Regions from separate parts of the Sus scrofa genome. Here regions 2, 3, 4, 5 and 6 are each linked to region 1. The links are chromatin contacts, called in public HiChIP or PLAC-seq maps. All regions are on one chromosome and are shown on one strand. The core of a region is the stretch at or near the end of the contact, and the rest is flanking DNA. Distances in the headings are between cores, read along the strand shown. Region 1 overlaps LOC110255481 (a long non-coding RNA gene). Region 2 has its middle 190 kb from the start of AGR2. Region 3 has its middle 220 kb from the start of AGR2. Region 4 overlaps LOC102158500 (anterior gradient protein 3). Region 5 has its middle 160 kb from the start of AGR2. Region 6 has its middle 89 kb from the start of AGR2.

What was found. HiChIP or PLAC-seq counts read pairs in DNA pulled down with a chosen protein or histone mark.
Region 2: an H3K27ac HiChIP or PLAC-seq map of alveolar macrophages shows a contact between it and region 1. The contact joins two enhancer-like sites. A contact is called at or near these places in 1 of 47 Hi-C or Micro-C datasets (embryonic fibroblasts) and 1 of 2 datasets of contacts at active chromatin or transcription factors (alveolar macrophages).
Region 3: a contact with region 1 is called in an H3K27ac HiChIP or PLAC-seq map of alveolar macrophages. The contact joins two enhancer-like sites. A contact is called at or near these places in 1 of 47 Hi-C or Micro-C datasets (embryonic fibroblasts) and 1 of 2 datasets of contacts at active chromatin or transcription factors (alveolar macrophages).
Region 4: an H3K27ac HiChIP or PLAC-seq map of alveolar macrophages shows a contact between it and region 1. The contact joins two enhancer-like sites. A contact is called at or near these places in 1 of 47 Hi-C or Micro-C datasets (embryonic fibroblasts) and 1 of 2 datasets of contacts at active chromatin or transcription factors (alveolar macrophages).
Region 5: an H3K27ac HiChIP or PLAC-seq map of alveolar macrophages shows a contact between it and region 1. The contact joins two enhancer-like sites. A contact is called at or near these places in 7 of 47 Hi-C or Micro-C datasets (brain, embryonic fibroblasts, fetal heart ventricle and 4 more) and 1 of 2 datasets of contacts at active chromatin or transcription factors (alveolar macrophages).
Region 6: an H3K27ac HiChIP or PLAC-seq map of alveolar macrophages shows a contact between it and region 1. The contact joins two enhancer-like sites. A contact is called at or near these places in 3 of 47 Hi-C or Micro-C datasets (embryonic fibroblasts, mesenchymal stem cells and retroperitoneal adipose tissue) and 1 of 2 datasets of contacts at active chromatin or transcription factors (alveolar macrophages).

Annotation. Positions count from the first base shown.
Region 1 is chr9:86,836,841-86,840,891 of Sscrofa11.1, forward strand. The region is part of intron 1 of LOC110255481 (a long non-coding RNA gene); the gene reads right to left. Among named protein-coding and RNA genes, the nearest start is that of SNX13, 250 kb to the right of the region's middle. Within about 2 kb of position 2,046, at least 18 of the 83 cell types and tissues checked have an H3K27ac peak or open chromatin away from gene starts, as enhancers often do. A contact at or near this core is called in alveolar macrophages and retroperitoneal adipose tissue, where this site is marked.
Region 2 is chr9:86,239,539-86,243,670 of Sscrofa11.1, forward strand. No RefSeq gene overlaps it. Among named protein-coding and RNA genes, the nearest start is that of AGR2, 190 kb to the left of the region's middle. Within about 2 kb of position 2,228, at least 5 of the 83 cell types and tissues checked have an H3K27ac peak or open chromatin away from gene starts, as enhancers often do. A contact at or near this core is called in alveolar macrophages, where this site is marked.
Region 3 is chr9:86,267,661-86,272,010 of Sscrofa11.1, forward strand. No RefSeq gene overlaps it. Among named protein-coding and RNA genes, the nearest start is that of AGR2, 220 kb to the left of the region's middle. Within about 2 kb of position 2,456, at least 3 of the 83 cell types and tissues checked have an H3K27ac peak or open chromatin away from gene starts, as enhancers often do. A contact at or near this core is called in alveolar macrophages, where this site is marked.
Region 4 is chr9:86,115,994-86,120,122 of Sscrofa11.1, forward strand. It overlaps LOC102158500 (anterior gradient protein 3), which reads right to left. Exons shown (of 9, transcript XM_021063960.1): 2 at 15-59. Among named protein-coding and RNA genes, the nearest start is that of AGR2, 64 kb to the left of the region's middle. Within about 2 kb of position 2,283, at least 4 of the 83 cell types and tissues checked have an H3K27ac peak or open chromatin away from gene starts, as enhancers often do. A contact at or near this core is called in alveolar macrophages, where this site is marked.
Region 5 is chr9:86,212,390-86,216,808 of Sscrofa11.1, forward strand. No RefSeq gene overlaps it. Among named protein-coding and RNA genes, the nearest start is that of AGR2, 160 kb to the left of the region's middle. Within about 2 kb of position 1,507, at least 4 of the 83 cell types and tissues checked have an H3K27ac peak or open chromatin away from gene starts, as enhancers often do. A contact at or near this core is called in alveolar macrophages, where this site is marked.
Region 6 is chr9:86,140,900-86,145,197 of Sscrofa11.1, forward strand. No RefSeq gene overlaps it. Among named protein-coding and RNA genes, the nearest start is that of AGR2, 89 kb to the left of the region's middle. Within about 2 kb of position 2,127, at least 6 of the 83 cell types and tissues checked have an H3K27ac peak or open chromatin away from gene starts, as enhancers often do. A contact at or near this core is called in alveolar macrophages and retroperitoneal adipose tissue, where this site is marked.

The DNA.
Region 1 (4,051 bases), core at 796-3,295:
TTTTTTTATTTTTTGTCTTTTTAGGGCTGCACCCACAGCATATGTAAATTCCCAGGCTAGAGATTGAAACAGAGCTGCAGCTGCTGGCCTACACCACAGCAAGAGCAACTCAGGATCCAAGCCACATCTGCGAACTATACCACAGCTCACAGCAATGCCAGATCCTTAACCCACTGAGTGAGGCCAGAGATCAAACCCACATCCTCATGAATACCAGTCAGGATGGTTAATCACCAAGTCATGACAGGAACTCCCAAGTTTGCCATCTTTTAAGAGCATGCTCCAAGCCACCATAAAACAGTAACAACCGTAGTATCACAGATCACTGACCACAGATCACCATAACAAGTAAAATTATAGTGAAAATGCTTGAAATATCACAAACATTACCAAATGTGACACAGAGACACAAAGTGTGAAAATGCTCTTGGGAAAATGGCATCAATGAACTTATCACAGAATTGCCACAAACATTTAATTTGTAAATATTACAATATCTGTAATGCACAATAAATCGAAGCACCATAAAATGAGGTTGACCTGTATCACAGATCTCTCTAATAAAATATCCTCAGTTTTATCTGTAGAATCAAAACCAGCTTTATCTTAACTAGACTTTGTGATTCTCTTTGCCAACAAAACAGTGTGACAAGCACCCTCAAGATGAACAGATATCCAAAAAGAAATTAAACAGCTTTAAAAGACTTCAGATAGCTTATCTCAGTCCTCAGGCTCCGTGATATCTCATAGCATTCAGTGTTGTCAGCCACATCTCCTCCTTCATAACATTTTTATCTCCTAAGTCTTCTGGACACATCCACTTGAATACAGCATCAGTTAAAACCCATAATTTCAGTAGCCAACTTTTCCTCCCCCAGAAGTTGGTTCTTCCACCCTACCTTCTTGACTTTCAGTGTGTGTGAGTGTATTCACCCAGCAGGTTGCCTACTGTGAAAAATCTGTCCCTGGGAGAAGTTGGGCATCATGAAAGAGAGGTTTCAGCAAGGAGTGACCCACAGCACCTTCCCGCCGCCAAGGGATCAAGCGGTCTCAAATCTTCTCCATCCTCTCCCTTCAGCTTAATCCAAAACTGGCCCAGAGAATTACATTTCTAGCGCCCAGTCTCCTTTCTTGGTGATTTGTTACTGTCCTGAAGACTTAAGTTTCTTGAAGCCAAGAATAATTAAACTTGGTAATTCCAATTATAGTGAGGAAAAATCTCCAATGTAATTAACCCAGAGTTTTAATAATGCTATACATAATTATTCTAATAATGTTATCCACAGTCATAAGCAAATTAGAGTTTCAAAACACCATTTTTACCTCATTCTATATTATACATAGCTATAGATGATATTATAATATGTACACCTACTTATATGCAATTACTCATTAATCAAAGATTTATTGAGCAACCTTTATGCTCAAGTTGCTTAGAAAAAAGTGACTACTGTGCTAAGTGCTTTACCTCAATATTTTTATTTAGTCCCTCACAATAATACTGTAGGCAGGTACTATTACAGATGAGCAAAGACAGGCTCTAGAGGTGCTGAGTGCCTTATCAAAGCCCATAAGAGGGCAAAGGGTTCAAACCCAAGTGTTTCAAACCTGGAATGCAAGCTGTGAACTAGCACCGTTTCTTGTATCCAAAATGCTACAGGAGCAAAGAGACAAGGAGAACACTGTGGGTGGGGGAGGAAGCAGGGTTCTTCTTAACCCACAGCCAGGAGTAGGTTTACACAGAAAAGGGAAGCTGACTGAGTCCCGAGAGCCTCAGGAATAAGAGGAAGGAGGGAGCAGGCAGCAGGGACCCTGCAAAGTCAGAGCCAGGCCCTAGGCATGACTCTATGTCTCAGCTCAAGCAGCTCAATCGGGGCAGTGGGCATGTGAGGACACCCATGCCACCCTCCACAGCTCTGTTAGGTTCGTCAATGGCTTAGACATTCTTTATCTGGGTCGTCATTTCCATTTCTCACTACACTATGAGTCAGTGCTTCCCAACACGGCTCTTTTGAAAAGGCAGTGCACGTCACACCCATCTTACACTGGTCAGCAGTGATGCTGAATTGAGGAACAACTAAGGACAGTTATGCAACCAAAACTTCCAGTTCTCTGGGACTGATAGCTGCGTTATGAAACTGATCTTAGAGGAAAAAAAAAAATAGGCATTATGAGAATATTCAAAAGGGCATGATGAATACCTGGTAACGTGTGTACTTTTTAAAAATTGGAGTAGAGTTGACTCACAATGTTGCGTTAATTTCAGGTGTACAGCAAAGTGAATCAGTTATACATATATCCATTCTTTTTCAGAGTCTTTTCCTGTAAAGGTTATTATAGAATATTGAGTAGAATTCCCTGTGCTACACAGTAGATCCTTGTCAGTTATCTATTTTACACATAGTAGTGTATATATGTTAATCCCAAACTCCTAATTTGTACTTCTTATAAACACTTTTTGCTAACATACTAGATCTTATAAAATGTGCCCCAAGTTCTTTGTCAATTAGTCTTTCATAGAATTTTTTTAAGGCCTACCATGCACCTGGCACTGCTCTGGGCACTAGGGATATAGCTTTGAACACAGCACACACACACACACACACACACACACACACACACACACACACACACACACACACACACACACAGTATCTGACTTCAGAAAGCTTACGTACATACAAATACACCTGGAGAGAAGCACAAGGTTTACCTTGATAAGGACCTAGTCCTCGCAACTAGTTACTCAGAGTGGTAAAGAGGGGGAAAAAAAATGCCATTTCAGTTATCAAAGAGTTTCAAAATGAGTTGGTAATTGGATGAAATTATTTTCAAGTTTTCATATTGTTTTTTTACAAAAATAATAGTTTTCTGTTTAAATGAGGTCAAGCAATATAAAAAGTCACATAGAAAGAAGGCAATAAATCAACCATATCCTGCTTCCCAGATTAGCCTATACTATCTTTACTGAACACAATCCAGACACTTCTGGTAGCTTTAGAGACAGGCAGAGAGAAAAAGAAAATGTTGTATTATTAGGATCACACTCGATGTGTAATTTTTTAAATATTTTCTTTAAAAATTATACTTGAATTAAAAGAAAAAAAAGGAGTTCCCTTCGTGGCTTAGTGGTTAATGAACCTGACTAGAATCCATGAGGATACAGGTTCGATCCCTGGCCTTGCTCAGTGGGTTAAGGATCTGGCATTGCCATGAGCTGTGGTGTGGGTCACAGACACAGCCTGGATGCCATGTTGCTGTGGCTGTGGTGTATGCTGGCAGCTGTATCTCCCTTCAATCCCTAGCCTGGAAACTTCCATATGCCACAACTGTGGCCCTAAAAAGCAAAAAATAAAAAATAAAAATAAAATAAGAAACAGAAATTGGAGAAAAACTGAATGGAATTGTTGAACTTTGAATAAACATTCTCAACAAACAGTAACACAGAGATTCACCAAAGGGAGAACTAGAAATCCCAATGCAGAGGGAGGGGTGGGGTGGGGGCAGGGGAAGGGCAGGCAAGGACACAAGTCCATTTGCAAAGTAACCTCAGTTCTCAGGACCAGCACAGGCTTGAGTTGGATTCCAATACTTTCAAATCTGGATTTTTCTGTAAAACTTGACCCAGAAACATAGGATATTGTGTGAAACATGTTTTTTTTTTTTAAAGACCTATTATAAGAGTCTAAAAAAGCATATTAAAAAACTGCTGCCCCTTGCCTTACACTTCTAACTCATCTCAATATCCAAACCAAGTGCTTTTATTGCTTTTTGTTTTTCAAGTATTTATCTCTGTGTTTCTAAAAACTGTGCTTATGATGGTATTAGATTTATCAATTTTAAGTATAATATATTCAGTTCTTATTTTGAAAGATAACTACTATCCTTACCTCCTTCCACCTCTGTTATTTTTCTTTAAATTACTGTGAGTGTATAAACTGCTGCTAAACCAAGTGGTGAATACATTAAAGAAGGTGAGTCCTTCCTTAATGTACCACTTTTATTTTTCTAGAAAGTAACATTTCTCCAATTTTTATTATTTATTTAGCTT
Region 2 (4,132 bases), core at 978-3,477, 600 kb before region 1:
ATTTGTTTTCCTCAGCCTGCTGTTTCCCTCTTCCTCTGTCTCTCCATCCCTCCCTCACTAGTGTTTTCTTTAACTTTATTTTCCAATCCTCAATTCTTTTGTTTTCAATTTCAACCATCAAATTTTAAATTCTAAGAGCTAATTTGGATTGTTTCTTCTATTGATATTTTGTTTTTATTTAAAAAATTTTGACACTGAATACTTTATTACTTTTTGTACCTCTTCACCCATTTCTTTAATATTTTATTTTTAAATAAAAGTTTATTTCCATTTTATAAATAGGTCTTCTCGGAGTTCCCATCATGGCTCAGTGGTTAACAAATCTGACTAGGAACTATGAGGTTGCAGGTTCGATCCCTGCCCTTGCTCAGTGAGTTAAGGATCCAGCGTTGCCGTGAGCTGTGGTGTAGGTTGCAGAGTCAGCTTGGATCCTGTGTTGTCTGAAAGAAACAAGACACAATGGAAGTCATACTGTGCAGTTCATTTTTTAAATTATGAAATTATACAAAGATAAATGTGTTGGTTAAGACTGTATAATAAGTTGTGAAATTATTAAAAGGAGGTCTTGTTCTTCATGAAAGAAAAACATGAGTCAATGGCTAATGGCAGATAGTTTATATGGAAAGAGACTTTAGGAAGCAGGATAAGGGAGTAGAGAGTGAGAAGAAGAAGAAAGACCAGGCCATACACTTGTGTATTTCCCAGGCCATTGCTGAGAGCCAGGAACCCTGAAGACAGGACAGAATACCTGCCAAGATTATGTTTGATGGACAGGAGGTTGGAGTATTTATCCATCAGTTCCCATTCTCCACTGGTAGAGGGTGTGTGGACTTCCCCTCCTGTGATTCGTGCAGGCTTGTAGAAGGTCTTGGGGCTGAAAAGCTGAAAGACGCAAGCCAAGCACTTTGGGTGCAGCAGTGTCAGCATAAATCTGAGCTCATATCTAACTGTCCAACAAAGCTGTGATTACAATCAAGCTGCCACAAAAGGCAAGATGACAATTAATAGCAGACAGTATAGCAGTTACCTCTAGCAGAGAGGGAAAGAACTGTAAGTGAGGAGTTGTAAACTGTGGATATGAAGGGACTTTTGGGGTGCTGTAATACCCCATGATTTTATTTGCAGTTACACAGATATTGCTTTGTAACCTTCTAAGTGGATGTACATTTACAACACGTACTTCTATATTATGATATAGCCTCGATTGATCATAGTGTCCTGAAATTATAGGCATTTAACCTTATTTCTATATTAAAAAAATTATGTATGAGAGGGGCTGGAGGCTTGAACAAAAGGTAATACCAGATGATAAATGTGTAGTTATGTTCAGGATGAAATGAGAGAAAGATGGATAGTGTAGAAACCACTTAGGAAACTATATAGTTTAGATATTTGCTAATAACAGTCTGAATTATTGTGTTGTCAGGGTAAGTGTGGAGTAAGGAACAATATAAAAGCTATTCAAACCAGATCAGTCTGACTTGATGGAGAAATCAGCAGATATCTATCTCTGAGATTTTAAATCTCATCCCTTTTATCAATGACACAGAACTGATCACATCATTTTTGATGTGTTGCCACAGGACTTTGTGCCTTATACACATTCTGATTTGAGTTCCTACCTCACTGAATTGGAAATGCTAGTACAGGTCTGCTTTTCTATTTCAGGATAAACATGGAGGGGAGAAATTGTGAGTTTATATACATATTAATTGATGATGTTTATTGAACTACTGGATTATGAATAGTGAACGAGTTATGAATTATGAATAATTAGCAAATTAATGCATTAGACAAACCTAATAGAAATTTAAACTCATGTTGAGTAATTGCTGCATCAGTAAAAGCCTTTGCTAATGCTAATACATAACTGCACAAGAAACAGGGGAGTAAAAAGAATGATTAGTAGCAGAGATGAATTTTTAAAAATATATATACAATATATTCTCATAATATATATTTTATAAAAAAATATATATATATTTTGTGATAGATGTTATTGCTTCTGTCACTAAATAGTGAAAGTATGCTCTTCCTTGACTCATTCTATCAGGCAGCTGTACAAGTAGCATCGTTATTTGTGGTTGCTCTTTTGAGACAGCAGGAATGGACTTTTCCAGACTCTAATTCTCTACTTGAAATTGAGCCTGCCTTTGAATTTTTCTCCCTTCACTCCCTACTTTAATCCAATCCTCCCTATAGGGGGAGCTAAGAGATTTGAGTACATTAGGTATAAAGGGTTCGCTATTAGTTGATCACAGAAACATTACTTTCATGTTGCAAACATAACACTCTACCAATAAATGTTTGTTGAGTAGATGCATGAATGACTGGGATATTTTTGGGTCACCTACTTTGAATGACTGAGTGTTTTAGGAGTACCTGCCAGATAGAGTCAGTGAGAATGGTTGTTAGGACTACTTGAGAGGCAGCCAACATTAGTCAAATCAGCTGCTACTTCTGGGAGCATGGTCTCAGAGAAGTTACCCAAGACCAGTGTCCCGAAACTACAAAAAAAAAAAAAAAAAAAAAAAAAAAAGGGGAAAAATACTTCTCAAAAACTATCCCCAAGAAAATTATTTCATAATCCATTTTTTTTTTTTTTTTTGCAGATGTCACAGTAAATGGGGTAAGCAAATAGGAATAGAAGCAGCATGTGCTTTGTTCTTGCATTTTCAAAATTAGATCAGAGTCTGGGATAAGATCATTAGCTACAGACATCAATTTCTCACATGGTAATAACTTTGGGAGATTAAAAGTGTGCATAAAACTGTTTTTTTTTTTTTTTTGTTATTCATCAACATTATCCAGACCCTCGTTATCTTCACTACTCCACTCTCTTAATGACCCTTGACCATTTGAAAAGAGCAGGATAGTTAAAAAGGAAGTGGAATAGAGAGAGAGGGAATGTTACTTGGAAAAATATGCTTGTAATAGCAATCTTATTTTTACTAAACTCTTGACAGTGTTTTTAGTAGTTGCAACAAAAGGGGATTTAAGTGGAATCTATTACAGACACCTTCACTTTACTAAAGGAATAAACTATTCTACCAAGAGGAGTTTACGAATTTTTGGAAACGTACCTTTTTTTTTTTTTTTAAGTAGAAGTAATGCTGAACAAAGTTAGTTTTATCATGGAATAAATAGAATTACTTGTGGTTTACTTTGTTTTATTTTAAACCTTTCTCATAAAATTTTCTTTTGCTTTCTCTAAAATCTTTACTTGGCCAGGAGAATAATCTGGAAAGTTGAGACCAGGGAAAACATGGATGGCAATGCGCTCTGTGGTTTGACTGTGCTAGCAACACAAGCCACTGTTTGCCCTCCTTTGAGTAAGGGAAATGAGTTAAGCTAAGGATGGGAAAGATTTGAAGGTGAGGGAGGGTGATGGAAAGGGCGCTAGGAATAATTTTTATTTTGTTTTTGGAGATGGAAACAGGGCAGATACACTCGTATCAGCAGCTATATGGTTTCCTGAGCTATGAGTCCTGAAATAATGACTATCTGTGGAGATCCACAACGGCTGCATAGAAGAGTCGTCAGTACACTCTGTGATCTTCTGATTTATTCCTTTGCCCAGGAAAGTCACCATTACTGAGGTTTTTCCTGTCTAGCAACTTGCTGCCTCTACTCCAATTTCATCTACTCCGCCCCTTAATCCCCCCCACCCCCGCCCCCGCCCCCGCTTCAAGGAAAGAGGAAAAGATTGCTTTAAAGGGTAAATAGAGTTTCACCGGTAGAGTGGGATTTGCAAGAGAATAACGGATGGGTTATGATTATCAGCTGAAATCAGAAAATATTTTATAGGCTGTAAACATTTTTAGGAATTTTTAGGGTCAAAAAACTCTCAGCGTTTCTCTAGGGATCATTTCTACATGCAACGTATTCGTAGTGCTTTGTGTAGTGTGAAGACTTTATAAAAATGTAATTATTGTGAGATATTTTGGTTTTATTTAACAAGATTGTATGAGATCATGGAGTTAGCAGAAAATAAATATCTGCTGATTTCTCTTGATCTGATTTGCACTGTTTATAAACTAGGAAGTCAGATTTATTTACTTTTTAAATCTTCCTTTTAGGTTTCTATCATATAATATATTTCAACATCTATAAAAATCTAGCACCTATGGTT
Region 3 (4,350 bases), core at 1,206-3,705, 570 kb before region 1:
ATGAATTGTCCTCCATCTCTCTGCCTGAGAGTGTTTTCTGACCATAGAATTTGTTATGTCCTAGTAGTAGAGGCTGGAGTGTGACCTCAGGAATGACCCTCAACTAATAAGGGGTGGTAGCTGGTGGGCAAACACCTAGCTTTCTTCCTGTTGCTGGGACAGTTCTAAGGAATATTCTGCACAGCTTGTTAAAAGATCTCAGTGGGACTGAGCCCAGATTTCCACCGAAGTAATCTGCTCATTCACACACTCTGTGTTGTCTTCTTCCCCCTTCATTTTACTTCCCTATTTCTTCCTCTCCTTCCTGGGGTCACTTCCCAAATAAACCACTTGCCCCCCCACCCCAGTTCTTGTCTAAGTCTGCTAACCCAAAATGAGACATCCTCCTGTTTTGTTTTGTTTTGTTTTTTTCTTCCTAGCTTACAGAAAAACACTTTCCAAATTAAAAGATTTTTAAAGAGATTGTGTTTAAAGGAATCTACTTATGTTTTGTCACCAGTGAGATTACTGATTTGGGGAATGTAATGGAATTGCGAAAAAGATGTGGGAAGGATGGTAGTGATAGGACTCAATGGCCAGAAGATGCACATTTCTAGTAAAATTCCTGGGTGGGCATCTTTATGGCATATGCTGCATGCTGCCACGTACTTAAGACTGTATTTTTTTCTCTCTCTCTCTCTCTGTGTGAGTGTGATGAAGATTCACCTTGTTCTTGTACAGATCTGTTTCTAGTCCAAAAAATTTGATGCTAGGAAAGTTCTATCAGGAAGCTGGTAAGAAAACACTTGGATTATTAACACTTAAGACCCTTTGAGTCACTCATCTGTCCAGGATAAATGAGGTATCCTCCTCTAATGTTTATATTGTCTACAGTAAGCATTGTGATCCTGCTTTAAAGCTCACATTGAAATTAAGGCCAGGATATTGGAAGTAAAAATCCATGAAACCTCCATCTTCTACAGTGTACATTTATTCTTAGGTGTGTGTGTGTGTGTGTGTGTGTGTGTGTGTGTTATCAAAAGAGACCCTTAACCTAAAAATCAGATTAACCAGTGACTCATGGATCTTTAGGAATAGTTTTAAAATTTTTATTGTAAATCTGCTATAGAAATGTTTGTTCTGGAAATTCCCTTCTGGGGCAGGGGATAAGAATCTGGGTTTTGCTGCAGCTGTGGTGCAGGTGGCAACTGCGGCACAGATTTGATCCCTGGCCTAGGAAATTCCACATGATGTGGGTGCAGCCAAAAAGAAAAGAGAGAGAGAGAGAGATGTTTGCTCCAACAATCCTCTTCTTCAAGAGAAAAAAAAAAAAAAAAAAGGCCATTCAGAAGAAGAGAAGCGTTTTCTTAAAGAGCAAAAACAAACAAAAAACTTCAGGCCATTGAGGTATCTGAAGGTATTTGAAAAATAGTTACTCTTATAGTTAAATACTGTACTTCCATACCAACTATTGTGAAGCTTTGGCAACTTACCAGGAGGTGGGGCATCCCTAGTTTATTACAAGTCTTATATTTTCTGGAATTTAAAGACTCATTTCTTTTTGCTGTAATCCAGGAAGCAGAATGATATTTTTTAAACCATAAATAATCTAAATTTCCATGAAGAGCCTATTTTTAAGAGTTCACTTTCTTTCTTCAAACTAAGACCTCTACATATTTGTTCTTTTTTTCTGCATTAAAATAAATTTTGGTTGTTCCTTCTGATCTCAGTGGTGAAGTGTAAGATTCACTTTATAGTCAGTACTATAGCTATAATTGTATTTCATTACTAGTGGGTGTAAAAGCTAAATTTAACAACAATAACATGAAAGATTTTTTTCCTGGCTCCATAAGTAATTGGATTTATATTCTTACATGACGTTGATCATAAGAGATAAGATTAAAAAAACTAAACCATCTGGAACAAAGGATTTGATTAGAGATGACAGTTGTTTGGGAGTTTATTTTTATAGGACAAAGGCGAGTTTTTGATTGTTTATTTTAGTGTCAGAGCATTTACATTATGGAGGTATTCATATCTCCATTTCTTTCGTTTGCTCTGACACACTTCCTGGATATTTCGAACCACTCTGTTTTGCAAGACCACTTTGCATTCTGAAGAGGTTTCCTGCCTAATTTAATTCCATTAACTGATTGCCATGGAAACTCTTGATATCCTTCCCTTTCCTGGAATGAACCATTGGCTCTGTTTCAAACAGAATTTCTTGGCACAGAAAATAGAGTAAGTTTTACAATGTAAAATGTGTGGCCAACAAAAAAATACCCTTCAGGGTGACCTACTGAATGGAGAGAAGTTACAAACACACACATCCCCACTGAACATAATAGGTGATGATTTAACACTTAGAGACAAGTAGCAACATAGTCCAAATCAAAGCGAAGGGATGCCTGACTGGTTTTCCAATTTTATTGAGGAGGAAGTTGAAGTCTGGCCTTTGCCACATATCAGCCCAGCAGAGTCAAAACTACCAATGACAGAGTAACCCTTAATGAGTCAATCTGAATTTTTCAAGGGCTTCCCAATGCAGATTCATTTGGAAGATGTGAGCAGTTGGCCTGGAAAAATAATTTGTACAATGAACAAAGAAAGGTCTATCCATTTTTAGCATGAATTTTATTTTAAAAATATATTTTTAGAGGAAGACTGAATGTATTAATATATTGGGCTATGAGAGCTATGCTTTGAGACTAGAAACGTGTTCTGGGTTTATTCCCTCATATTTGACAATTTTTAAATGAAATTCAGGAGAAATAGCAAGTTAACCATGTGGCGAGAGGAAGTATTATGCCTTATGTTTACTTCTTTCCTTCGTGTATATATATGTTAGAGAATGTTTTAATTGTACATCTGAATATATATATCCACAAATATGATACATGACTATTGTATAATAGTGTCTGTCTATTGTATACAGACATGCGGTTGTCAGAAGCACAGACTTATAGAAAAAAGTAGGTAAGTATTAAGAGAAAGAGTAAAGTCCTTTCTAAGGATTATCTGTAAATTCAAGTATGCAACAGCTTCTAGAGAGTAACTTGTGTTATGCTTTTGTCATTTGTCATAATATTTAGATTTTGCATTTCCTTTGTGAAAAAAAAATGAGTGAATCCCAATCGAGAATCTATTCCTGGGAGTTCCTGTCGTGGCACAGTGGTTAACGAATCCGACTAGGAACCATGAGGTTGCAGGTTCGGTCCCTGCCCTTGCTCAGTGGGTTAAGGCTCTGGCGTTGCTGTGAGCTGTGGTGTAGGTTGCAGACGCGGCTCAGATCCCGCGTTGCTGTGGCTCTGGCGTAGGCCGGGGGCTACAGCTCCGATTCGACTCCTAGCCTGGGAACCTCCATATGCCGCAGGAGCGGCCCAAAGAAATAGCAAAAAGACAAAAAAAAAAAAAAAAAAAAAAATCTCTTCCCCACCTGGTTGTGACCTCTGATTTCCTAAGAGATAAAAGTAAGAGAAGCCAAAATTTTGGTTCCTTGCAAACCTTGGTTTTTCTGGCAGACATTAATGGTTTTTTTAGATAGCCTGAAGTTTGTCTATATGAAATTATTGGGTCATGAATTTTTTTCCTTCCTGGGGTGATAATCATATTTTCTTTTCTTTTCCCACCATGCATTTACATTTCTAGAAAATGCATTAGTCTAAAAAGTTTATTTAAAATGAAATTGCACATGTGTGGGGAGCACTTCCCAAAAAGGAATGAATATTAGGCAAATCTAGAAAAAATAGCAAAATAGTTTTATGACTCCTAATTATTGCAGGTAATGGATTTCAAAGCCTAGATTATTATTTGGAGGGCTCTACCTCGATTATCCAAATTAGGAAAGTATAAGATTTCTTTCATATTAGCTGTGGTCTTAGCTGCTTTGTGGAAACTTCCCAGCAACTCTGTTTTAATATCTCATCATGACAAAGCAGTAAATAGCTCTGCCCATCCCTGTATGTTCTTCACTTTCAGTGTAATTTACTCTTGGCTATACTGGACATAAATCTCAGTTTCACAGTGTTTGCTCTTTTGTTAGAACAAATGCCTGAGTGTAAATTATATTCATACCTATTCTTGGAATAGTTTCTACAAACCACTTCCCTTCATCCTGTGCTGACAATTTGAGTGCATACCAGAGAGTGCATGATGGAATCTCTGACCTGATTTTGCAGTCCTAAGAGATTTGGAGAGCAGTGATTAAGATTCTGACATTGGCCTGATATTTCAGTGAAGAACTGCAACTTCAGGAGCCCCTTCACCAAAATTAAGTTGTTTTTATATACTACCTTTTTTTGTTCTTTGCAGACATCAATGTATTGTTATTTTTTTCATAAGGGAGCTATCCTATGATACATTTTTATCCTT
Region 4 (4,129 bases), core at 1,033-3,532, 720 kb before region 1:
TTTTGCTTACTTACCTGAACTAGTCCATGCTCTTGCCAGAAGTGTATTCCTGGATGTTTCTGGTGAAAAATGGGTGTGGATTTATAGACACAAACAGACACACAAACACATACACCTGATCGACAGTCCCACCTGCATCGAAACACAAGCATGATTCTCCTTTAAACTTACAAAACTAGGCTTGTCTGAAAAATCTGTTCTTTCCAGTTCTCATGCTTCTTACACTCAATAAAAAGTCTCTTCTCTTTTTCTCTAAATTAAGATTGAGTGTCCTCACAAAATGAGGCCCAATGCCATCTTTGAGCTTTTTTCTCTCCTACCTTTTTCTTCCCAAGGTAATTTAATGTTTGGCTGGAGTTCAACACCCAAAAAGGTGAGGGGGAGAAGGGAACTGGTATGAATGTAGGAACTGTGTGTACACCATTGTTCCTGATGAAAGGTCAGTGAAGCTTGCAGATTAGATAGAAAGCAAATCTAAATTCCTAAGGTTTACTCTGTTTACAGGAATATAATTAACAACTAAAGAGCCTTTTATTTTTCTGAGAGAAAGAGATAGGAGAGAAATAAAAATGTTGTTTTAAAATTTAACACTTTTATAATTTGATGACTCTTTATAGTCTCTCTATTAAACCCTTGACCTTACCATGCAAAAAAAAAAAAAAAAAAAAAAAGAACAGGAAAAAAGGCAATTAGATATGATTATATTTATTTAATAATTAGTTTTTTAAATTTTATAATTAATCCATGATTATGATAGAATATTTTTAAAGTGTGGAGTAGTGTCAAAAAAAAAAAAAGGAAAATTCTCTTCCTCTTCACCAGTATTGCCTTTCTCTGCTCACCCCACCTCGAACGCACACACAAACACACTCACACTCACATTCTCACACACTCACCTTCATTCACACACACACCCAAACACACACCACTCCAAGTTCTATTTTCGGACTTAATTATTGTTAAAGTAACCTATGGCAGGGTCACCAAGTCTGGCCCACCTGTTTTTGTATAACCCAAGCGATAAAAATGATTTTTACATTCTGAATTGGTTGGGAAAAAAAAATCAAAAGAGTTATATTTTGTGGCATATGAAAATTGTATGAAATTCAAATGTCAGTGTACATAGATAGAAATTACTGGGTGGAGCCCAACCATGTCCTTTTCCTTATATACCATCTATGGTTACTTTTGGATTCTAATAGCCAAGTGGAGTACTGAGACAGGGACCATATTCAAAATATTTACTCTTTGGGAGTTCCCATCATGGCGCAGTGGAAACAAATCTGACTAGGAACCATGAGATCAAGGGTTCGATTCCTGGCCTTGCTCAGTGGGTTAAGGATCCAGTATTGCTGTGAGCTGTGGTGTAGGCAGCAGATGAGGCTCAGATCTGGTGTTGCTGCGGTGTAGGTTGGTAGCAACAACTCCTATTAGACCGCTAGCCTGGGAACCTCCATATGCCATGGGTGTGGCCCTAAAAAGACAAGAAAAAAAAAAATTTACTCTTTGGCCTTTTACAGAAGAAGTTGGCTGATCTCAAATCTAGGGGATTGTTCAACACATTTTTTTCCTTCCTTCCTCCCTTCTCTCTCTTTCTCTTTTTTTGTCTAAATACTCGGTATATTTAAAAAGCACTACTAAAGAGCTGAGGTGGTGACTATCTTGCTTCTGACCTAAAAGACAGAGTAGTTTTCGTAGTTTAAACATAGTGCTCGTTAATTTGTTATGTGAAGAAGGTTGCCATTGTTCACTGTTCTCCGAAAACTCGATTGTTCTTTAAAAATGGATATATATATATATATATAGTAAATTTATATAGTAATTTATATAGTAAATTTATATGGTAATTTTTTTCCTTTGATATCGTAAATTTATGGTTTTCCCATTGAATCTTCCTTGTGATTCTGAGGGAGCCCCCATGTAGCCAGGTTGTATTCTCCTTTTTCTATAGTACTGATTTGTGTGTTTGTCCAATTGTGCTTTCTCCCATCTGTAGGGTTCTCAGAGGGAACCTGTTGGAATATAACATTGAAATAGAATCCTTCCCTCTGCAGTTTAAGGAACTTACAATTTATTTTATTTTATTTTTCATTTTATTTACTTATTTATTTATTTATTTATTTTCTTTTTAGGGCCATACCCACAGCATATGGAGGTTCCCAGGCTAGGGGTAGAATCGGAGCTATAGCTGCCAGCCTACACTACAGCCACAGCAACGCCAGATCCAAGCTGTGATGACCTACATCACAGCTCATGGCAACGCTGGATCCTTAACCCACTGAGCAAGGTAAGAGGTCAAACTCTCAACCTCATGGTTCCTAGTCAGATTTGTTTCCACTGCTCCACGACAGAAACTCCCAAGGAACTTAAAATTTTAATTTTAAATTCAGCACTTACAAAGCAAAGAAACAGTTGGGCATTGATCCTTAAGTTTTCCTCTTAGAGTGGAAAAGCTTTCGCCTTGTTCTTGACTTGTAGTGGATTATAGAAAAATCTCAGAATATTAGGACATCTTTGCTCAACTTCTTGCGTATCATCTATTTCAATAGTGGGTGAGGATGAGAAACAGAAAGTGAAGTACTAAAGGGGAAGTGAAATTACATCTGAGCTGATCAGTGTTGTTGGTTCTTTCCCATTAGCGTGACCATGTACTATGTCCTTTAAACCAGGACAAGTCTGAGAGTAAAAGGAGGTCCTGAAAGCCATTGGAATTATATAGTTTTAAATAATTTTTGAAATACATATTTGTGAACCAGAATTGGTTTTATTGCACAATAGATTACAAATACTCTATTAAAATTATTCTCAAAAGTAAAAATCTTCAAAATATATTCATATACATCATAGCAAATTATTATTATTGATTTTTAGGGCCACACCCATGGCATATGGAGGTTCCCAGGCTAGGGGTCAAATCAGAGCTGTAGCTGCTGGCCTACACCACAGCTACAGCAGTGCAGGTTCTGAGCGCTTTTCTACGACCTACACCACAGCTCACGCAACGCCAGATCCTTAGCCCACTGAGTGAGGCCGGGTATTGAACCTGCATCCTCATGGGTGCTAGTCATATTCATTAACTGCTGAGCCACAATACGAAGTCCACATCATAGCAAATTTTAAAAAATTATTCTTTGTGTGTATTAATGTTAATCAGTTTCTTTGCTAAACTTGCCTCCTATACCAGGTGGCTGGTGTTTTTCTGAAGATATTTCTGATACCATTGGTCTTTATTTATTTATTTGATCTTAATGTGATCTTCTATTTATTTTTTTCCATAAAATTAACCTGCAGTTATCTTCAAAGTTGTTCTTATGGTTAATATATTTGGAATTGTCATCACCTTCAACTGATAATTTTCTGTAGATGATACTGTAAATTAAGAAAATTCTCCTGTAGTTGCTTATCTGCTAAATTTGAGAAAATTTATTTCATGGAGGATAATATTTTTAATCTTATAATGAATTTTAATCTTAATGAAAAATTATTTCAAATACCTTCTTTGAGTTTCTTTTCCTTCTTTTTTTTTTTTGTCTTTTTGCCATTTTCTTGGGCCACTCCCGTGGCATATGGAGGTTCCCAGGCTAGGGGTCTAATTGGAGCTGTAGCCACCAGCCTACGCCAGAGCCACAGCAATGCGGGATCCAAGCCACATCTTTGACCTACACCACAGCTCACAGCAATGCCGGATACTTAACCCACTGAGCAACATGGTTGCTAGTCGGATTCGTTAGCCACTGAGCCACAACGGGAACTCCTCTCTGAGTTTCTGTTTAAAGTCATTCTCCAGAAAATTATATAAAGTGAAACATGCAAAAGAAAATTGTTCCTCTTTATAATTGGTTGTAATTACATAAATTTCCAAGCTACAAAATTATATATATTTTTTTCTATTTCATTCCATTTGGGAACAGAATACAAATTCATATAATTAAAGATAATTTTAATAAGTCAAGATAGTCCATACTTGGGGTTAATTCTTTCAAGGGCAGTGACTCATATTTTTATAAGATTAATAGGTCATATTAACCATAAACTGAATTGAGGATTATGATTACCTATTCACTTTGTGTGTGCAGATATTTGTGCATCCATCTGTGTTTCAATTTGTCTCTCACTGAGACTATATATT
Region 5 (4,419 bases), core at 257-2,756, 620 kb before region 1:
CCACCTTAAAGAATGTTATGAAACATCTCAGCCAAACTCTCGCTGAAAAATTCATGGGCTGCATTTCTTTATCACAGAGGAAAATAAAGTAATTCTTTATAACTGGTTTTTGGTATATCTGCCACATATTTCAGTCATCACTGCTTCCCTGTCCATTGTTTAGAAACCATATTTTAAATAATCTGTCCTAGAACTTTGTTATACAAAGCTGTTATTTCTAAATTATCTCTCCTTTTGGAAAAACTATAATGAATTCCTCATATCCAGCTTTTTTGCATTTTCTATACTTTATGATTATTAAATTATCATCATATTTCACTTTAAAACTCTCACTTGCCCTAGCTAGGCTTTCCCTGCTGTGACATTTCATTAATTTAGAGTTATTACATAATTATTTAAGTTTCTCTAGGGCAGGGACTACAGCCACCACTGACTTGGCCACAAAGCATATTTTGCTGTATTGAACAAATGACTCTCTTTCCTTATCTTGGCTTACCAAAGTCAATTCAAAATTTTTCAATCAGAAGATCATTTTATTTGTTATATTTTCCTGTAAATAACAGAAAACACAAAATCCACAGCACCTTCAACAAAATAGAGGTAAATGTGATCCCAGGTGAGCAAGGATCCATCTCCTCCTTTCTTTTTGCTCTGTCATTCTTATGCCCCGAGGTCCAACAAGCTGCTGGAGTTCCATCCATTACCTGTGTCTTCAAGGTAGCTGGAAGTAGAAGGGGCAAGGTGACTCACTGCTGAGACAGCTTTCTTTAAATAACCTGCTTATTCTTGCTTTCCATAACTTTGTCAAATGGCCACACTGAGCTGTAAGGGGCCACACATAGGTGTAAAATGTAATCCTTGACTAGGTTCATTGCAACTCTGGTGAAAGTTATTTCTGTTGCTTTGGAGATGAGAACAGCCTTTGGGTGGCATCAGTCAGCACTGCTAAAACTTAAGGAGAGAACAGACTAAATAGGTATTCAGGACTTCCTTCTTCATGTTCTTCCAAAAAATTTGTCTTAAGACAGTTTCGGAATTCCTGTTGTGGTGCAGCGGAAATGAATCCAACTAGTATCCATGAGGATGTGGATTTGATCCCTGGCCTTGCTGAGTGGGTTAAGGATTTAGCATTGCCATGAGCTGTGGTGTAGGTTGTACATGCGGCTTGGATCCCATTTTGCTGTGGCTCTGTTGTAGGTTGGCAGCTACAGCTCTGCTTCATCCCCTAGCCTGGGAACCTCAAAATGCCTCATGTGGCCCTAAAAAGAAAAAAAAAAAAAAAAAAAACGAAAGAGAAGACAGTCTCATATCTCTGACCAACTTTTTGCTTCAAGCATCAGTAATAAGCCCATTTTACTGACTGTAGAAGTGTATAGACATTTTACATCTTAAAATTTAGACTTCTTAACATGCTTTTCTATTTGTTTTTGTTGATGTTTCTATGTATTCATACTGGCTTCTTCAGCTTCCTCCTCTCTTTAGTTCTCTTTTGAGATTTGCAGTTACTCAATCAGAGCAGCAATTTTTCTGGCTTTCTAACCATGTCGAGTCACATTGATTTCCAGATGCTTAGGTCATGGACTTATGAATCTTTTTCCTCTATTTTCGAAAAGCTCTCTTCTGCACATTTTCAAGAGGATGTATCTAACTGGTAAGCGTTAGTCTTTTCCTGCCAGTCTCCTGCCCCATTTTATGCCAGTGGGATTGGACTGGAGCTTCCATTCTCTGCAGCCAGGGCTGGGCACCTCTCCCTGGCCTGGTCATTGTTCTCTCCTTGTGTTCACAGTGATTGCTCCCAGGATGGGCAAGTGATGCAAATCATGTCTTTTACTGAAGCCACTGCAGGGGGCCCTGCCCTTCCTTCTGAGATTGTTAGAAGCCATCTCTAGCACTACCTGGAGAGAAAGCGTGTCTGAGAATAGAGCCAACACAGGGGAAAGCATAGCAGATGGAGGACTGAAGTGAGCTTTCTGAGAACATCTTTTGAGTACCACTCCTTGTGCTGTATAAGCCAATTAAAATCCTTTCTCCCATTAAGCAAAGTTTAATTTTTGAAACTTGTACTTAAAGGAATCCTTTCAGCTTGGTTAGGTAACCTCTTCCTGGTTCTTGTTCAGTCCACTAGCCAGCCACTTTGAACTTATTTGTTAAAATGTACCTGTTTTATATGTTACAGATGACTCCACTTGTGCTAGTTGGATTACATAATGTGGATATGAAGTACTTACAGGTTACAACCTCTAACCAGTCAGTGTCTACATAATGGTGCTACTGAGAAATCATCAGGTTCCGTGTTTATATGAAACAAAGGATTGGTTTCAACTTGGACTCAATCTCACCAGTTTCTCTGCTGACTTTCTTTATTTTAGCATGGAAAGATCCTAGAGGCAATTGCCTAGAAACATGACTGTACTAGAGAGGGGAAAGTAGAAAGAGGCACAAATAATGCATTCCAGAGACCAACTGGGACCCAGGCAGTTTTCAGAATATTCTGAAGGAAATTAAAACCTCTTAAGAAACCAGTTAATAACATTTCAGTTCTCCAGAACTTGAACTTTGAGCAACTAGAAATTTTCAAATATTAATGAAAGGCCATGATATAATTAAGAGCCATTTCAACCTAGAATGGCAAGGGACGCAGGAGGAGGGAAGCAAAACTGACATTTGTTGAGCTTCAGCTAAGTGTGAGGCGTGGTCTAGGTTTCTGTTATGCAGAACTTGATACTAAAAACTTTGAAAGCAGAGGCATTTTCAAAGCCAAAACTGTCTTCCAAAGGGGAAATGGGAAGATAGTGTCTGGTATATAGGAAGCATTCAGTAACTAGTAGCAACTATGGTGATGATAGTGATGCTGACAGACACCTGGGTAAGGTAAACCTTCCCAGCACATTGAGGTTGGGTTCTGACACCCTGAATGAGACACCAGGTCCACAGAAGCCCTTGGGTTTCTAATTGAGCAAAATAAAATACCTTGTCATTGTCTTCCAGGGGTAAATATTAAAATGTACTTCCTCAGAGTTCCTGGCATGGCTCAGTGGTTAATGAACCCGACTATGAAAATATGAAAATCTTGGCTTCAGGGGTGACACTGAGGGGTAATATTATTTTAAAATAATAAATAATATTAGGTTGGTTGACATTTCACTAACTCTTAAATTTGGAAATATTCCAAATTATGCATCACCAGACAATAATTTCTGAACAGGTTCAATAGCACTAAGATTTTTTTCAAAATCTTTCAAGTATGACAAACATTTTCTGCAACAAAAGGCAATCTCTATCAACTAAATAACTGTAATTATGAACTAACATACTTTATTTTAAAAAAATTAAAAAATTTTTTGGCTGTGTCTGGTGCATGTGGAAGTTCCCCAGCTAGGGCCTGAACCTGCACCACAGCAGTGACCTGAGCCGCTGCAGTGACAATGCTGAATCCTTAACCACTGCACCATAAAGGAACTCAAAACATACTTTATTTAATTTATTAGTATTATTATTTTTAATAGTTATTTACCCAATACAATTTTTTTTCTGCTGTACAGCATGGTGACCCATTTACACATACATGTACCCATTCTATTTTCACACATTATCATGCTCCATCATAGTTCCCAGTGCTACACACAGGATCTCATTGCTAATCCATTCCAAAGGCAATATCTATTATCCCCAAGCTCCCCAACCACTCCCTCCCTCTCCCCCTTGGCAACCACAAGTCTATTCTGCAAGTCCTTGATTTTAAAACATACTTTATTTTTAACAAATGACAAAACCTCAGTAAAAGATTATATATCCCAATTATACTTTACTTCATGCCTTTTCTTTTTCTTTTTTCCTTTGCTTTTATTTTCCTTTTTCTCTCTTCCTCTACCCTACCCTTTCCGTGCCCTTGCTTGCCTTTCCTTGCTTCTATTCTTCCTTTCCTAGTATCATGTTGTTTTGTTTTGTTTTGTTTTTTCTCTCATGATGTCGTGCTTCAGTGTCATCAACAGAGGGCACTATTCCGCAGCAAGTCTTGCTGATCGTACTAAAGAAAGATTAAGACAGGCTCATAAATGTTATATACATGAATGCTTACTGCATTTTAATTAAGGTCATTTACATGAAACTATCATGATCACAAGGCTCATATAACAAACTTTGTTTTACTAGCTTTCTAATGAGGTACCCTTTCTTTTATGAGAATTTAATTCTTTTTAACCCCTGAACTGAATGTGATACTCTTTTAAAAAAGACAAACTCCACTCAAACCATTGGTCAAAAGAGCTGTGGCTCCTCTTAAAACCCCAATTTTATTGGTCTGTTCTACTGTGTAGTTGTTTAGTTTAATTTGATAAACATGTCAGTTTTCCCAGCATAATTAGGTGGATGAACAGAATGTTCAAAAAGAGAAGGAGCCAATTAGACTCTTTATCAGAG
Region 6 (4,298 bases), core at 877-3,376, 700 kb before region 1:
CCCTGTCTGTCACGAGCAAATGGGAGCTGGTGGCCTCAGCCTGAAACAGTCTGAGCACGTCTCACTGTAAAACCAGCATTTGTTCTGCTTTCCTTAGCCAAGTTCCACATCTCCAAGCAATACAGAATACAGGATGGTAGAATGGTCTGTACCAGAGCTGAGTTCAAATTTCTCTTTCTGGTAATAAGTCTTTGAGTTTCTATCTTTCCAATGATCTCTTTTGTGGTCTCAAGGATATTTCATCAGAGTAAGTTCAAGGGGCTGAGTTTCTTCACTCTAGCAGTTTCTGTATGATAAATCTGGGTTTGCGCATACCCAGCCTGGGAATGGGAACTCAGCTGGAATCCCACCTCTTTCCCCCCTTCCATTACAGTTTATAAAAGGTGATGTCAGTGTGATGAAAGATGCCAAAATGTGTACTGGAAATAGGCCTAGAGGGTTGCTTCCAGTGACTGGCTCCCCGGCCAATTACATAAGTGCTTCCCTGTTACCATATCTGGGATCCCATCTGGAGCTTTGACGTGTCAGATATTGGATATCACTCTTGGAACTGAACTTGTAGGGATGGATTTATAAATAAAGTTCACGAAAGACTCATTAAACAAAACCTGAAAGCCAGTTTATCATTTAGCATGAAAAACATTTTAGTTTCCAACAGGAGAGGTTAAAGCAGTGACCTTTGGAATCAAACAAGCAGTGCCTCTGGTCTGAGGCCTTGGTTTGATCAAATGGGAATCAGCATGGTACCTACACAATGGGGTTGTGAGCAAATTGATGGGAAGAATGCAGGCAAGTGTTTGGTTGGTTTAAATGGGGTCACCGTGATGAAGCTCATTATTCACACCATTTTACAACAGACCTGGACCCAGGATGTCTGACCCCATTTCTGAAAGAACTTTGTAGCCCTGGGTCTCGTGGTGGGCTTCCTAAGAGGGTCGCTCCACTGTCCAGGGCTGCCTGCCATCAGCCTACTTTGCCTTACATGAAAGTGCAAATGTAACTTTCAAACCTGATTATCCATCAGACTGGAAGATGCAGTTCTGGATATCCATTTCTTTTGAATCTTTTGCTACTAAATTTAAAATCTCCAGGCAATTTTGCCTTTTTATAGACCAGGGTGTTTTTCTCAGGTCAGTATTTGCGATTAAAGTGACACGTAGAAATTGAAGTCCAAAAACCACTTAAAGAGTTTCAGACTTCCCCACTTCTCTCTTTTTCACCATCTTCTAACTTAGAACCCTTCTCAGACATTTTTCTTTCAAGCATGACTTTTGTGCATTTTATGCCTCTTCTGCTCCCTCTTGATGATTTTATGTAAGTAAAACCTTTTTTTTTTTTTAATTAAGTAAAAACTTTTAAGGTAAGTAATCTCCTTTTCTGAACTCACTTTTTCTTTGGAAAATTTTCATCTCAATATGTTTCCCTGTTTCTTTGGGTTTCAATCACTTCAGCTTTGATTCTTATAGTAGATGATTATTAGAATATAAAAGGTGCCAGTAGAGAATCTTAGGAAGGAAACTGAGTGAGAATCCAGGAGACCTGGTTGTGTTCGCAGCTCTAGCTCTGCCTGACCTTGGACAAACCACTTCCTCCCTTTAATGCTAGTTATTCTATTTAATTTTTGGCCATACCTGTGGCACATCATGGAAGTTCCCAGGCCAGGGATCTAATCAGCCTCGGCAGTGACCGGAGCCACTGCAGTCAGATCCTTAACCCACAGTGCCACAGTGGGAACCCTGTAATACCAGTTATTTTACTAATTAATTAGGAATGATGTCTGCTTTACCCATCTTGCTCAGTTCTTGGGAGAAAAAAAATGAAAGACTCTAGTGTTTGAAAATGATGAAATCAATGCAAATTATTGCAGAATGGAACAAGTCTGGCTGGGTTCTAGCCTGCAGCTTCCAGCCACTAACATGTCATTTATTTTCTCTGAATCACAGTCTCCTTAACTCTAATTGGGGTGATATATCACTCTTTTTTCTAAGGTTCAAATGAAAGGGACAAAAGGAGCTGCAAGCATCCTATAAACTGCAAAATACCCCATGAGTGTGAAAGTGACACCAGAGGATTCTACTACTTCCTTGTTCTGTGTGATCAGGCAAATCAGGCACTTGTTAGGCCTCTAATTCCTTATTGGGACCTGAGGCAACAATTAATCACCATCTATTTAGAAATCTGTTTATACAGATACATATATACACATATGTGTTTTTCTTAATAACAGCAATACTTCAGACTCAGAAATACTATGCAAGTGTGTTGTGACATGATTTCTTCAACTGTAATGACATTTGTTTTTAACTGGTTCATGAAATCTTAATTTTTGTTAGAAATGATTTCCAGGCAACATTCCTTGAACTTAAAGTGAAACCAAATTCCTAGGTGTTGAATAAATCCTGATCCATTAAAATCTGTTTTAGTTTTGTTTGTCAAAACGGAAGTGAGGCATGAATGGCCTGGGCAGGGCCGAGGATTTGAGGCTCTGGGAGACATTCTTCAAGGTGTTGCTTTCAAGTCAATACTCTACCTAAAGCCACCCAGGGTGACCCTCCTCCTCCTCCCCACAGGACAGACAAGGTTTATATCAGTAACCAGAGAAGGGGATGACATTGTTGCACTGTCCTCTAAGCATCATTTTCTCATTTTCTAGTACTGCTAAACCTTGATTTTGAATAGGTAAAAAAAAGATCAGGTGGGATATCAGCTGAAAAATCTCTGAACCTTATGTGGTTGGTCTTTGGGATGAGAAATGTTACAATGTGAAACGGAGAATACAGCAATTCATCTCTTTCCTATTCCTAGGTTAGAGTTGCCCAGTGAAGGTGGGCTTTGCCCCAGGAACCCATAGGGATGTGTAGCTACATGTGTGTGAAGGGTGCTAGCCTGCATCAGTAACGTGAATGCCCTCTAAAGTGTTGGGTTTACTTTTAACCCCCTTCTATCGTTGCATCTACTTTTGATAATACAGTCAGTGACTACACAGCTCTGCTTAGTGCCACAGCAGTGATTACTAGTCAGTGGTTAAATTTTGAGGAAGTCTAACAAATGGATTTCTGAGTCATTCACTCTCAAAAGGTATGCATGCCTTGTACAACACTGGGAATATAGCTAATATTTTGTAATAATTGTAAGTGGAATGTAACCTTTAAAAAATGTATAAAAACTAAAAAATTTTTAAAAACTAGTTACTCTTCATGTAAACAGATGGTCAGAGGTTTTTGGATGGAACCTTATAATCAAGTGACGTCTTGAGAGGTTTGTAAAATCTGCACAGGCCACTTGGTGGTGCTCATGACAGTCTTTGGGATGAGAAGACTGTCTGAAAAGAAAAAAGAAAAGACACACATCTTCACAGCTGTGACATTTTAGTTCTGCTTTACTGAACAAAAAGTGGTTCATTTCCAAATTTGATCCTAAATTTGAAACCACAGTATACTATAAAACCTTGAACATTCCTGAGAAAACAGTTTGAGGTGGAGTTCGTTTGTATGGTTCCAGAATGATCTCCTGTCAACAGCCTCTTTGCACAACAGAGAATTATAAATACAAGCTGTGGCTAAAAGTTATTTTAGCATGTCAAGTCCAAGCAAACCATGACTGGAATTCTAATGACCTTCTGTAGTTAGAAAAATGGTCAAAATATTAAAGAATCAAATTCACAGGGAACAAAGAGTATTCTTTTCCTCACTTATGAAATCCAGTGATGACAAGGATTCAGAAATCTATAGGCAGGATATCTCTCTTGCATGAGGTCTGTTTAAAAAGCACAAGATGAGCACAACCAGGCAGTTTTCCTAAAATAGTTTTGATTTATTTATAAGTCAGTACTGGACACCAGGGTTCATATCTTATGTGTGTCTCTATATACACTTACAAAGCTAATGCCTGTCCTTTATTTGCCCTTATATTGTATAAAGAAAATGTGAGTCTCAACCACCACCCCCAGTACATCTTCTTTATGGGAGTTCCCAGGCTAGGGGTCGCACTGGAGCTGCAGCTGCCGGCCCGCACCACAGTCACAGCCGTAGCAACGCCAGATCCAAGCTGTGTCTGAGACCTACAGCACAGCTCAGGGCAAATGGCCGGATCCTTAACCCACTGAGAGAGGCCAGGAATTGAACCCGCATTCTCATGGATCCTAGTCGGGTTCGTTGCTGCTGAGCCATGATGGGAACTCCTCCCAGCACATTTTCTATTAACTCTGTGAAAATCTGATTCCTTCTTCACAAAAAAATAAAGTCATATTTTTTAAAAAGCAAGACCAGATAAAACCTCAAATAAATGGCTTTTTAATG